2 separate regions of the Gossypium arboreum genome follow, and region 1 is linked to region 2. Evidence: chromatin contacts called from public Hi-C data. All regions are on one chromosome and are shown on one strand. The core of a region is the stretch at or near the end of the contact, and the rest is flanking DNA. Distances in the headings are between cores, read along the strand shown.

Region 1 (3,692 bases), core at 327-2,826, 300 kb before region 2:
CCAGAATCTCTCGAGGTTTTAACTGCAGGCTTCTCCTCAAAAGGAGAAAATACACCAAAGGCAGATGGGTGTACATCTCCCCTCGGTGTACTGGCTGCACTCGAAGTTGCATCTTCTTTATGATCGAAATGTACAGCATCGGACAAAACATGATCAGAATGATGACTATCTCCACTTCCCCCTTCCGGATCAATGCAATTCTCTCCGGTCCTAATTCTGGACTTCACTTTGTTGCTCACCTTGGACGCCTGCATTAGTAACTCTTTCACAATCAACCCAAGACAAACTACAATAACAATAAAAAACCAACCAGAAACTACATGAAAATTAAGGAACCAATACCAAATTCGTTATCTTCAACGCAATTGCAGCTTGCAAAGGTTGCTGAGGATCAAGACCGAGTTTAGCTGAAACAGCATTTTTGGACCGGCTGAAGGTTGAATCTCCTTCAGGTTGCTTTTCAGCCGAAAATGCAACTTGAAACGGCCGAGAATCACTGGATACACAAATAATTCCAACCAAAGAACCATCATCATCATAAAAAGGAGTATCAGCTACAAGAGCTGATAACCTCTCCCCCATTTTATTCTTAACAGGAAATTGCCCAGTCCAACTCTCACCCATCATAACACGATGAACTATATTATTCGCCACCGCAAAGTCCCTGGGATCGACAAGAAGTTCAAAGGCATCTTGCCCTAAAGCCTCCGCCGCTGAATAACCATAAAGGTTTTCCGCAGTTCGGTTCCTGCAAAAAATGCCCAATTCAATAAGAATGCTACTTACATTTACTAATAACAAAGGTTAATCACTGACTAGAACATTAAAGGCATGAAAGTAACCCTCTTACCAATAAATTATACGGCCATTAAGGTCAAATATATGAACAGATTGTCCCATAGACTGCAAAATATTTAAATACTGACTGTTGGTGAAATTAACGGCAGCCGGACCAGTATTCCGGCTTTCTCCATCACCTCCGCCGCCGCCATTTCCGGTATCACACCTTCTGCTCTCTCTTTGCAACGGCGACGAATGCCGAAACGAGCAAGAACTTTTCTTCAAAGCAGCAGCCGACGTAGCCGCCGCCGCAGCCGAATTCCCCGGGCAGCGGCGGCGTTGAGGGGAAGTAGAGTGGGATCTTTGACTAATGTGGTCGGGCTTTGACTGACCGGCGCCGGATTGTTTTAATCTAGACATTTCTTGCTGGAGATGCTCATGTCCTGCCTCCAGTTCTTGGATCTTCCTCAAAAGCTCATCCGCTGTAGGTGTTTCCATTTTTGCTACTTTTTTTCTTCTTTTTTTTTTTTTTTGGGTACACTTCACCAAATCAAAAAGTCAAACCATAGGAAGGGGCTTCAAAGTTCAAAGCTTTGATAAGATACAAAAATCTCACTTTCTGTAGAAATAAACAGTCCTCTTTCTCTTTTAAGAGAGGTCTAAGACTCAAAGACTTCAACTATTTCTCTTTTCCTTTTTTCTATTTATCTTTTCTTTTTTTCTTGCCTTTTTCTTTGTTTTGGGACAGTTTCTTTCTGGTTTTTTGTTTTTTTTTTTTTCCTTTTTCGGGTTAATTCCTTATGGTGTTCTCGCATTATATTCTAAATTTTAAATAGGTTTCTAAATTTTAAAATACTTCAATTGAATCCAATTATTAATATTGTATCAATTAAGTGTTTCATCAATTAGGTTTTTAATCATAAAATGTAAACTTCTAATCTAACATGAAAGTCAATTTAAATATGTATAGTATATTTTAAAAATACATATATACTTTTTTATGTTGAGCTTTGAGACGATATTGTTAGAAATGATAGCTTTGAATCCCGAACTTAAATTGTAAAATAAACATGAACAACACTAAAAGATAAAAAAATATGAAAACAAAAGTGAAAAAAAATGTTTACATGTATAAATGATCTTCATGTTAGATACAAGTTGATATTTAACATTCAATTTAATGGTTAAACTAGTGATCTGACTTAATCGATATGATACATTTGGTTTTTGGATTTTCAGCTGATTAGGTTGATTTTTCAAACTTATCCAACAACATTCGATTTTAATCGAATTGACTAACCAACTTAAGCTTAAACCAAGATTATAAACGATTTAATCAGTAAAACCTTAATAGACACCAACTTAACTGAATGATTGGTTAAACCGATTTCAACTCGCCCTTAGATGATACTTCAAAAATCAGGACCAAATTAAAATCAGGTCTATAATACCCGGAGGTGTCTTGAAATTAGACCCTTTTTCTCATCGTGAATACCAGATGCTTTAAATACACTAAGGAGTGTCTTATCAGAGAAAAAAAAAATAGACTAAGGAGTAGGGTAGCATCCCCACGAGCTAAAATTCACGTGATTGAATTCATCCAATTAAGTGATAGAATTTCAGGTGAATGTCCAATGACTGTAGCGCGTTATCACAAACGCTAACGTCAAGGTTCCTCCTTCGATATGATGTTCCGGGTTTCACTTTTTCGCTAAGGGTAGGGTTTGAGAGGTATTAATTGGACCGACTTTATTTATTACTTAAAAAAAAATTAAAACCATCTTCTTCTTCTTTTTTTCCGTTTAACCAACAATCAAATGTTCTAGTTTTGTGGCTTTTTATGGCAAGTAATTTTCTTTCATTATTTGGTCCAAGCTACAAGTTTCCCTTTCAAAGTATAATAAAAGGGATAAAAAAAATATTTAATTTTCAATTCAATAATTTCTCCTAATTTGGTTTTTGCTTCACATTAGTTTTTGAAGTCTCCGTATTCTCTTAAAAGCGTTAAGTCATCATTTACATTTTATAAACAATTCAATTATATATAATAAAATATTAAAATTTATTTAAAAGCTATAATAATTCTTAAAACTATCTTTTTAAATAAATAAATAAATAACCTTAAAAGTAGATGTCTAGAATAATCTGAATAAATGGAGGTTTGAGTTTTTTATCGAAGTTCATTCTACATGTATTTTTAAATAATTTTATATTTTTTATAATTTCAAAATAATAATTTTAAATGAATTCTCAATTTATATAATTTTTAAATTGAACTATATTTCAACCACATGTCCGTTGAACAACTTTAGTGGTATTCCTTTTGTCAAGCGATCAACTATATTTAACTTTGTACTTATGTGTTTTATGAGCAATTTCATGATTTAATGTGTTCCCTAATTACTAAGTATTTAACGTTAATGTGTTTACTTTAACACATTCCTGCCATATTGTCCTAATATATCCATATGGGTCTAGAGATATGTTGAACACTCCAAAACTCGCAATAAAACTTCCTAACCAAATATCCTGCAAGGTAGCTTCAAAACATGAAACAAGCTTAGCCTCTATAGTAGAGGTTGCTGCTAGTGTCTATTCAACAATTCTCCAAGACATGACTCCACTGGCCAACTTAAAAACATATGTAGATGTTGATTTCCAATAATCAGCACAACAAACAAAATCTAAATCTGAATATCTGACAACTTTTAAAATTTTAGATTACCTATAAGTAAGCATGTGAATTTTAGTTCCTTGAAGATATCTCATCATGTTCTTTGCAACTTTCTAGTGGTCTATCCTAGGATTGCTTTCATATTTTCTCAACATTCCCATTACAAATGCAATGTTAGGTTTGGTATGGACTTGAGCATATATTAAGCTTCAAACGGCTAAAATCAGATTTTTTTTCA
Region 2 (3,727 bases), core at 305-2,804:
CCTAAATTTGAATAATCATAATAATTATCTTAATATTTAATTATCCTAATATAAATAAAATGGAGTCTTATAAAATAAAATCTCGTCTTTTTACGTTTTTAGTCCTTGTGTCTCCCATGCTTGCACTTTTGGCACAATCTTTTCCTTGTGTCGCATATCAGCCCAATGTGTCTCCAAATTCGCACTTTTGTCCCTTAATTTTGCTTTTGCCTCCAAATCAGTCCCTAAAAGATAAAAAGACATAAATAGCTTAAATTAGTAAGATCGAGCTCAAAATAAACACATGATTAATACATAAAAATACGTTATTCTAGAGCATTATCAGAAACTTAACCTCTTACAAGAGGCGTTTTCATCCCATGTTAGTTCAAGATTTTCAACTTCTCCCCCGTGCCACATCAATATAACCGTTTTTGACCTTTTTTTTTTAATTTAAAATTTTTAACCTTTGGATTCCAACTAAAGCATCATATTTAATATTTAAAATTTGTTGAAAAAATATATTTACTTGCTTATATAATCTTAATTCAATCATTTATTTTTATTTTTTGTTTTATAAAGTATTTTTAGTGAAAATAATGAAAATAAATTTTTATTTTCTAAATTTTACATATTTTATTTTTCAAAAATCATTTTAAAATTTTCAATCGAACATGTTGTCTTTTATATTTTCATTTTTGAATATTGTAAATAATTGAATTAATTTGAATTAAAATTTATAAGCTTAATCGTTTTTTCCGAAATCAACTTAAATATGTTGGATTTATTTTAATTTAAGAAAAAAGAATGTCTCCTTTTCTTATACTAATAAAAATAATATATATTATATCATAAAAGTTAATAATTAAAAATAACATCTAATTTAGAATTCAAATCCTAATAGCTTTAGTAAATTTTTATGCTAGAAGTTTGCAGTTTAAATTTTCTAAATAAAATTATATCAACCTTGAATTTGATATATTCAAATGATTTGTTGGAATAAATATTCATCAACTTCAGTATATCAATGTGTAATTTGATCATAAATTTTAATTTGGTATAATTATATCTATTAAACTTAAATTAGAGTTTGTATGTATATATAAAACTTTAATTTTGATTTAATTGTACACATTTAAAAAATAAATAGGTACATTTATTTTCATACTAGATTCATTTATTATTTGTATGTACAATATATCAACGTAAAATGATGCTAATTCAATAACGGTGTTAGTGATTTGTGAAAACTGAATCAAATCAAAATTTCATGTAAATAATAGTACAAAATCAAAGTTCATATATGATATTACACATTGAATTAAAGTTCATTTATAATTTTAATATTTATCCCTTTAAAAATTAATAAAAAATTAAATTAAAAAATAAAAATAGTTATGCTGATGTGGCAAGAAAGAGAAACTGAAAACGCCAACATTTCCAACAATAGGCATTTTCAGCTATTTTCTTCAAAATCAATCTATTTCCCTAAATTAGAAAAAAATCAGCCTAATTTGCTAACTTCGTTTTAAAAATGGTACATATGGCTAATTTTCCCAAAATTCTACAGGTAAAAGGAGCTGCAATTAAGACAAAAACCAAAGCCAATAGGGTCCCACTGATTTGTGGGCTTGTCATCTTTTAAGTACAAACAAGCGCACCTCAAATAGCCAGAAAAACCAAAAACCCAGCCCAGCGGAGCCCATAAACGGCGCCGCTTTCTCAGAGATATCGTCAAAACACGCGCTACCTTTCACGCGCGTAAGTGAGCATCGTAAAAGATATAAAAACGCTGCGTTGAATCCTCGGTTCTCTCATCTTCTTTGTTTTCTCTTCCTCCTTTTATCTCGAGAAATCCCTTCGTTTATTTTTTCTCTCTCTTAAACCCCCAAACAGAAAAACACAAACACACAGAAGCTACCTCCCTAGAATTTTCAAAATAAATATTCGTCATTTCGCGCGTGTCCGTCACTCGCTATCTTCCTTTCGAAATTTTCTCCATTGTTATTGAAATTAAAATTTTAGCTATTATTTTTTCTTCAGTCGATCCCCATTCCCACTTTAAATCCTTCCTTTTAAGTTGAAGAAGATAACACTGAAACCTCCAAAACGCATCGTTTTGCTCCTGAAAAGAATCTTATGCATTGAAGGTAATCTTTCTTATATACCACTTCTTGTTTTTCTATATTTTTTCCTTGTTATTTTTTTTCAAAATTCAATTTATTTTAGTTATTTTGGCTGCAAGTTCTTTGTGCGTGCATCGCACTGAATGTCGAATTTGGTAGTTTTTTTTGGTTTTCTTTTTTAGTTAAGAATTTATTGTTATTGATTGTTAGCAGTGGAAATCTTTTGAATTTAGGGTTTTTGATCTGTTCTTGTTGTTGCAGGCCTTTGCATTGTGGATTTCCAAATGCGCGGTAGAGATTTTCGTGTTTCCGGTGACTGCCCATCCGGTTAATCCACCTGGTACGCTCTGAAGGTATTTTTGCGAATTTTAAATGTTTATGCTTTGATATTGAACGAATTTGAAGTGAATACCTAAATTGAGGTATCTATTGAGAGAAGCTGAAAGTCACTTTGATGTTATATTTTGTATATGTTCAACTTGGGGTTTGGAGGGTTTTCGTGTTTGTGCTGAGATCTTAGGTTTTCCCTCTTCTAGATTTTTTACAGTAGTTTTGCGTTGGACTGAAAGGATGGTTTGGTTATAAATGTCATTGCAGTTTTGTTTTTGATGTATTGTTTCCATGTGTGAATAAGGTCGAACTTATCGCATGTGTGAATAATGTGCAGGTTATATGGCTCTCCAGAAATATGTTCCCTCCAGTGATTCTCCTTCTGTTAGGATGAAGCCATTGAGTTTTTCCACTAAGGTGCGAGCTCAACTTGCAGATGGAGAGACAGATGATTCTAAGAAGCATAACGTAGATGTTGATCTCAGGGAAGTTTACTTTTTGATTATGCATTTCCTTTCAACTGGTCCTTGTAAAAGAACATGTGGACAGTTTTGGAATGAATTGCTTGAAAATCAACTTCTACCTAGAAGGTATCATGCTTGGTATTCAAGGAAAGGGGAAGATAGTGGTCATGAAAATGATGATGGCTTGTCATTCCCTTTAAGTTATGCTCAGTTGGTGGAGAGGTATGATATTAGCTTTTAGTTTTGTTTAACGTGATCATAAGATGTCTATTGAATAGCAGGCTATGTGTATGGTGTTTCAAATGACAAAGGCAACTTATTTTATAACTAAGTAGCAACAGACACTTTATGAGTTTCATGCAGCATTTTATGAAAAAGTTTGACTTGTTTCTTGTGCCATTTATGCTTTTGTAGGAATCCTCACATTGAAAAAGATCACTTGATAAAGCTTTTGAAGCAGTTGTTATTAACTGCACCCTCCCAATCCAAAGACAAAAGTGCAAGACACACTCCAAATGCTGCTGATGTCCCCACTCTTTTAGGAACGGGGCCCTTTTCTCTTTTGAGCTGTAGGTGGCTTTTTTTCAGCCATGAAACATATTCCTTTGCGCTTTAAACTTGGAACTTTATTAGAACAAAAATATCAAGTCCTCATTATTTTTTGGTTTTTGAGATACTACTTCAATGGATTATAAAAGAACTTCTCTTGCCCATTCTTCCAATTTTCTTTTCAGGAATTTTATTCTGCCTCAAATTTTAAGTTATTCTTAAATTTGATTTTCATCTTCTCTCAGATGATGACAACAAAGGAAAAAGTGAAGCCAAACG

The links. Hi-C and Micro-C count contacts between places; a contact is called where the count stands out from the background.
Region 1: a contact with region 2 is called in a Hi-C map of leaf, with 3 times the contacts expected there. The contact joins the promoter of LOC108457503 here to the promoter of LOC108456763 in region 2. A contact is called at or near these places in 2 of 5 Hi-C or Micro-C datasets (both in leaf).

Annotation. Positions count from the first base shown.
Region 1 is chr9:61,103,243-61,106,934 of ASM2569848v2, reverse strand. LOC108457503 (serine/threonine-protein kinase EDR1-like) reads right to left here and starts at 1,576. Exons shown (of 13, transcript XM_017756619.2): 1 at 851-1,576; 2 at 343-748; 3 at 1-248. The coding sequence starts at 1,278.
Region 2 is chr9:60,803,698-60,807,424 of ASM2569848v2, reverse strand. It overlaps LOC108456763, which reads left to right and starts at 1,554. Exons shown (of 25, transcript XM_017755417.2): 1 at 1,554-2,129; 2 at 2,367-2,445; 3 at 2,773-3,121; 4 at 3,314-3,468; 5 at 3,694-3,727. The coding sequence starts at 2,778.